Linked DNA regions of Mus musculus: region 2 is linked to region 1. A link is a contact called in public Hi-C data. All regions are on one chromosome and are shown on one strand. The core of a region is the stretch at or near the end of the contact, and the rest is flanking DNA. Distances in the headings are between cores, read along the strand shown.

What was found. A called contact is a pair of places that touch in the nucleus more often than the background predicts.
Region 2: a contact with region 1 is called in a Hi-C map of B cells, with 5 read pairs. The contact joins the promoter of Eif4b here to the promoter of Rnd1 in region 1. A contact is called at or near these places in 2 of 39 promoter capture datasets (frontonasal cranial neural crest and pre-B cells) and 1 of 484 Hi-C or Micro-C datasets (B cells).

What each region holds. Positions count from the first base shown.
Region 1 is chr15:98,675,288-98,678,778 of GRCm38.p6, forward strand. Rnd1 (Rho family GTPase 1) reads right to left here and starts at 2,174. Exons shown (of 5, transcript NM_172612.3): 1 at 1,943-2,174; 2 at 1,200-1,287. The coding sequence starts at 2,062.
Region 2 is chr15:102,071,814-102,075,229 of GRCm38.p6, forward strand. Eif4b (eukaryotic translation initiation factor 4B) reads left to right here and starts at 1,960. Exons shown (of 15, transcript NM_145625.3): 1 at 1,960-2,150. The coding sequence starts at 2,138.

The DNA.
Region 1 (3,491 bases), core at 924-3,423:
TACAGCAGGAGAAAACCCATACATCACGCAGCCACGCTGCATTCTGGTCCGATCCAGCCAGCACAGCACAGTCCAGGATAACCAGAAACCCTGCCTCCCCTTTCCTGGAACTGCAACGGGGGACCGTGGACCCGCCTGAGGAATTTTGGTTGTGGGGAGAGCGAAAGAAATATCTATCGTTTTCTGTTTTCCCATTCCTTATCCCCGGTCTTCCCAGACCTTACAGTTGGAGAAGCAGCACAGGATCCTTCACAGAAGCTGGGTGGCACATCTACCACACATGCAGGAGAACCTTGGTGCTCTCCAGCTTCCCCAGAAACTCGGGCTGAGCACGTAGAAAATATCCTTTTTGGCAAAGCATGGATTTTTCTTTTCTTTCTCACATGGCTGGCACTTACTCTTTAAGGATGTCTGAGACAGACGGTTAAAAAGAGGGGCTGGGGTAGAGAAAGTGGGAAGGGCTCAGAAGCAAAGCTGAGCTCTAAAGGGCTTGGGAGCGGAGAGTAGGGAAAGCATTGCTTTCTACATTTCCAAAAGATAGACAGGGCATCTCCAACTCACCCCAGCCCAGGGAGAAATGATAAGAACTAGACCCCCATGTGCTCAACTGGACACTAACCCAGTGTGGACATGCCCTACATTTACTGCCCCCCCCCCAAAAAAAAGCATCGATGATGCATCGCTTCATCATCGTCTCTAAGCCGCAGCCTCTGAGTTGCGGCAAGCAGACAGCTTCGGCTTGAGATGCAGGAGAGTGATATTCCCTCCAAAGCCGGCGGGGCGGGAGGGTGGCTCTCTGCCCCGCCACAGCTGCCTCCAGCAGCACCCTCCTACCTCATTTAACTTTGCTCTGGAGAACTAGAGAGAGAGGGAGAGAGGAGGGAGAGGAAGGGAGAGGAGAGAGACAGAGACAGAGGAGACGTCTGGTACTCCCGGGGAGTTCTCAGGGCTCCCTTCACCTCACCATCCAGAGGTGAACTAGACCAGAGACCCAAGTGGCACCCAGGCTTGTTCACTGCCTTCCAGGATCCTCTAAAATCATCAAAGCCCCAACCAAAGAATTTTTTACATTCTTTCCTTCGCTTTCCTGGCAAGCACCTATCTTCAAAGGTGGATTCCCAGCCCCCCCCCCCTTAAAAAAGCAGCAACTGCGGCTAGCCAATGGTGGTAGGATGGGGCATTTGGGGGTACACTCTTACCTGAGGTGTCCCAGAGACTAAGCTCCACTCTCTGTTCCTCTGTCTCCAAACAGGCTGTGTAATTCTCAAACACGGTAGGCACATAGGTCTGCGAGGAGACAGGAAACACTCACACCCCGGCAGCAGCATGCCCTCAGAACCCCACACCAAGCGTTGGCTACACATGCGCCGAGAAACACCAAAGTGTCAGATGGCGAGAAGCCAGAGGAGGGGGAGCCATTGGGGACTGTAGAGGTATTGGCCTTCGCTCCCCAGCCTGGGACAAACCCCCTACATCCTAGCTAGTCTGAGACACATACATTCGCATTTTCCTCACATCTCTAAATGTGTGTCCCATTTTTCAGAGCCACAAGCCAGTTTTAACCTCTGTCTTCTGCCCTCTAGTCCTTTGGCACAGGTGAACAGGCAAAACAGCAGAAGCCTGCGCGGGGGGGGGGGGGGGGGTTGGGGAGGGCACCCTCACAGAGCCTTATAGGAGGGGCAGGCAGGTACTGCGTCAAGAATGAAGCCCAAGCTCTCGGGAGCCTCCAGGTCTCAGGGATGAAGGCAAGTGGGAGGGGATATGATGGGTAAAGAGGTGAGGAGGAGCCGACCGGGCGGCAGAAGTGGGTCAGGTCTCTAGGGAAGCAAGACAGGGCAGTCCTCCAGCCAGAAGGCAAGGCAGGGTGGGGCGGCCTGCGGGTGGTGGAGAGCGCTGTCCCGGACAGGTGGGGGATCGACCCCGGGACGGCAGGGAAGCTCACCTCGGGATAGCAGTCTTTCGCTAGCACCTGTAACATCGCCGTCTTCCCACACTGCACGTCTCCCACCAGGACGAGCTTACACCTGACCACCACTGGCTGCGGTGCCCGTCTCTCCTTCATGGCTGCAGCCTCGGAGGGACGTGGACTCGGGTTCAGGGAGGAGGAGGTCGCGCCTCAAGTGTCCGCACTAGCACACTAGCGCGGGTTCCCTGCCTGCCTGCCTCCGACTGAGGCGGAGGCTCGTAAGGCTCCGCTATAAGTCTCAGACTGATCCAATCACAAGAGGAGGCGGACTCTGTCCAGGCCAATCCCTAAGGTGGGATCCCCTGCTGCAGCCAATAGTAGGAGACTCCGAGTCAGCGCCCTCTTCCTCCCTTCCCTTTCTGTTAAAGCTGCACGGTGGCTTCCTCTTGGAAGGGGATTCCCACGCTTTTTGTGTTGCTGTTAGGAGGTCAGGAGGGGACTGGAAGTAAAACTTAGTGATCTCTGAGTGTCTATGAGTTAGTGTCAAGACCCACAAAGAGCTATAGAATCAGGCTGTCTGTCCCAGGAAGACAGCAGGACCTGCCTAAACTATGGACAGGTGGGTGGCATCTCTCGGGGGAGAGGGTGACTCCTTAATTTTATATAGTTCCTATTCACACTGGTTCCACTTCTGGGATCTCCTAATAGAAGTCTCTGCTGCCCCTCTTTTACAGCCCGACTCCCTTCCTCAGGAATCGCCTTCCCCAAAACAAACCAAGAAAACAAAACAAGACAAACAAAAAATAACTTGACCCAGAGATAGGCAAAGAAAACAAAGGAGGGCGTCTTTCAAGTAGGAACAGGAGAGAGAAAGACCAAACAAGCTGCTTTCTGCCAGCCAGGAGCCAGCTCATGCCAGGCCTGGCAAGCAAGAGTGAAGGTGTTTTGTTCTGTGGCCTGGCTTCAGTGTCCGAGATGAATCCAGGGCAGGTCTAGTTCCAGGCTGATAGCCACGGATTCTGACGCACTGATAGTGTCACCTAGTGAGAGTCCAGCCTGGATGCCAGGGCTGGGCCTCAGGGATTAGAAATTGAAAACCAATCATTGTAGACTGAGATAAACTACAAACTGCCGCCGACTGGCCCTAGCCTGCAAGCCTCCACGGCTTCTGCAGACCCCTCTACTAGACAGAGCTATGGAAGTACACAGCTCATATAAGCCACTGGCCACCAAGGAAGTCCCGTGAGGCCTCCAGAGAATTGGGGGAGGGGCAGTTTAGGGCAAACTTGAGAACAACCTAGGGTTCCCCTTACCCTGTTCTGTTGGTTTGGTTTCTTTCTTTCATTTTATTTTATTTTATTTTATTTTTTTTAGAGAACATCACACTGGAACTTGCCGTATATAGCCCATCTTCTTGCCTCAGGCCTCAGGCCTGAAATTCAGACAGAGAACACCAGCCCTGGCTCACGGTTGTCTTGAGGTCCCTTCTCGAACAACCCCAAGCTTTGCTCATAAGCCAGTCATTGCCACCCACCCAAGACCATTTTCCCTGAAATTAATAAGCACCTTTCAAAGGCTTCACAGG
Region 2 (3,416 bases), core at 710-3,209, 3.4 Mb after region 1:
AGAGAGAGAGAGAGAGAGAGAGAGAGAGAAAGTGAGAAAGAGAGAAAGAGAGAGGTTTGGATTAGTGATTTGGCAGTGGGTTGCACACGGCCTTATAAAAGCTTATTTAGCTTTCATTCTAACACCCAGGAGGCAGAGGCAAGTGGATCTCTGGGAATTTAAAGCCAGCCTGGTCTACAGAGTGAGGTCCAGGACAGCCAAAGGTATGAAACAGAGAGACCCTGTCTCTCAAAAAAAAAAAAAAAAGTCTTATTTTGTCCATGTCAGTGTGGCCATGTTTCTCAGCAACTGTTCAGATCTCTCCTCCAGGAAGACGTGTGGCAGCCATATTCTGCATGCATTGCAGTAGACAAAGCCTTCAGGCAAGAAACCCAGCTAGGAAGTTAATACAGTGGTCAGGCTGAAAACCATTGGGGAAAAGCAATAGCAAATTAAAGGAGAGGGACTGGGTAGGTACGGCTATCAAACCTTGACAAATGATCTCGTTGTCTCTTTGTAGCCCAGTCTGATCTTCACTTGTTCTGTAGTCAAAGCTTGCCTTCCACTGATCTTTCTATCTCAATCTACCAAGCACGGTGATTACCACTTTTGTATGTGGTGCTCCATACTGAGCTAAGAAAAGTATTTCTGTCTTCTTGTTTTGTTTTTGTTTGGTTGGCTGGTTTAGGGGTTATTTTGTTTTGTTTAGTTTTGTTTTGAGACAGGGTCTGTGTGTATGTAGCCTTGGCTGACTTGGAACTGGATATGTAGACCAAATTAGCCTCAAACTCTCTATACATAGAGATTTGCCTTTGTCTGCCTTCCAACTGTAGGAATTAGAGATGTGTGCCAGCTGGGCATGGTAATGAATACTGTTAATCCCAGCATTCAGGAGGCAGAGATAGGTGGCTCTCTGAATTTAAAGTCTTGCCTGGTCTACATAATGAGTTCCAGGACAGCCAGTGCTATGTAGAGAGACCCTGTTTCAAAACACCAAATTAAATATAAGTAAATAAATTAATTAAGGGTATGTGCCACCATGCCTGTTTCTGCAAATCATTTTTTAAAGTATATTTATTTTTATTTTATGTGCATTGCTGTTTTGCTGCATGTATGTCTATATGAGGGTGTCAGATCCTTTGGAACTGGAGTTAGAGTTGTGAGCTGCCATGTGGGTGCTAGGAATTCTGGAAGAGTAGTCAGTGCTCTTAACCGCTGAGCCATCTCTCCAACCCCTGTTTTTATTTGTTTGTTTTTTGTTTGTTTTATGGTTTGTATGTTTTAGGGTCATAAAAAAATTTTAGGAGCTGGAATTGTGGCTCAGTGGCTAAGAATGTTCCCTGTTCTTGTAGAGGGGCAGGCCATCTGGAGTTGTACCCAACTGCCTTTTACTCTATTAGCCTACTTACCTGTAATGTTTATCATTTGTAGTATTTTATTCAAGGTAGTTTTAATCCCTTTTTATATCCACAAATGTCTGTTAAACAGTGCCTGGCACGTGGCTGGTGTTCAATAGTTTCACTTTTTGAAATATATATTTTTAAAAAAAATGAAGCATTCGCTGTAAGAAATGTGGCTAGCCACTCGGTGCTGGCCCTTGTCAGTCCATTGGAGGGTTAAATGAGGCAAAAGCCCATGGTTCAAATGTTACCTTCTTAATTGAAACCATTCTACGGAACATTATATTTTCTTTGTCTTTACAAAAAGTGATTTAAAAAGAAACTCAGAATCTTCCCTTCGGAAAAAATCAATTGTGGCACACCCATTCTAGATTCCAAGTCCACTCTGTTCCATAGAATCAGCAAGTGCGACCCCGCCCTTCGCGCCGATCCAGCACCCACAAGTCTGTGCGCCAGGAGACTCCGCCCCGGGCGCAGATCGGACCGGACGGCCGCGCCGGGCCCGACGTAAAGCGAAGGGTTTCGCGACAGCTCAGACTCCACCCCTTCGGCCACATGTCGCGCAGGTCTTCCCGTCGGACGCCGCGCCACCCCCTCGCGCTGCTTTACGAACCCAGCGCGGCGGCGGCGCCCCGCCTTCTGCCTCCGTCCTCGGCTCCCCGCCCCCTCCTGGTTTCACGTCTCCAAGCCCGTCGCGCCCGCTATAATCACGTGACTGCCTCATCCGGGTCCTTTGCGTTCTCTCTCCCTCTCCCAACATGGCGGCCTCAGGTGAGTGAGCGGCCGAGCGTGGCCAAAGACCAGGCTCGGAAACAGCCTCCGGGCTTGGTCCGCTCCTTGCTGGAGGTCGGGGGCAGGAGGCACCGGCTCCTTTCGGACCTGGGGGCAGCGGCAGGCTAGCGGCATGGCCGCTTGAGGTTACCGCCTCGGGATGTCTAGGGGGAGGGGAAGGCCTTCCCCTCCCCCTCACACCCTTTTCACCCCGTTGCGCGAGGTTGGAGTAGGCAGAAATGGTGGACCCTGCCTTCAATTGGAGGAGGCAGCACAGAGAGACGTGCGGGAGGCGCGAGGCTCTCAAAGGCGTGAAGCACCGCGCCCGCGCCAAGGCGCGGGTGGAGGAAGGAGGCGGTTGGCGCGCGGACCGGAACACATTGGGCCGGGTCTCCAAGGCGCGAGGCCGTTGCGGACCCTCGTGGGGGCGGGGGGGTGCAGTTAGAACGCGAGCGCGAGGCTGTGGAGGGGCCGATGAAAGCAGCGGTGCGCGTGCGCGGCACGGGCGACGAGGCGAGGTGGTGGAGAAGGCGCGCCTCAGAAACACGCGCTGCTGGACTCCAGATGGGAAGCCTGGATGGACCTGGCTTTTGCTCGTTTATGACCTTGTACTTTAAGCTTTAGTCGGTTTGGGAGCGTGGCACGGCCGCTGTACTCCCAAGCGAACGCATATTAGGTTTGGCCCCACTATAGTTGGGGGTAGGGAACCCAGGGTGCTCCCACGTGTTAGGTGCTGTAGGGATAGACACCTAGATTTCTCCTGTGCCTTTTTCTTTCCACCTCTTGATTCAACCAACAGTTTTTATTGAGTGCACACTATATGCCAGGCAGAGGTGGGGAAGGAAATCGGGGCGTTGCATTATATAGAACTTCCATTTTTTGGGTAGTTTTAGTGTCAGGATTCAGCTTTTGTCATTTTCCCAGATAACTGGGAAACTTCCAGAAGGTGCTATTAAAATAGTGGCTAGAGGTTCTGCGTGCGTTTGTTTGTTTGGTGGAATGTATATTCCCTGCATTGCAAGTGAGGTTTGTGGAGGTCGTTTCGGGTTTTGTTTTTTTGTTTTGTTTTGTTTTCCAAGTTTTTTGCTTTTTGGGTTTTTTTGGCATTTGCAGTGGACCTGTGAATACCAGAGGGCTTTTAGACACCCAGCATTAGTTTTCGTTTTAGTTTATTTTTTATAGCATAATCTGTTAAAAATACCTTTTGGATTGCTGTGCCTAAACTGTGCGACAAGGTCTCTCATTTAGCTCTTGACTATCTGACCA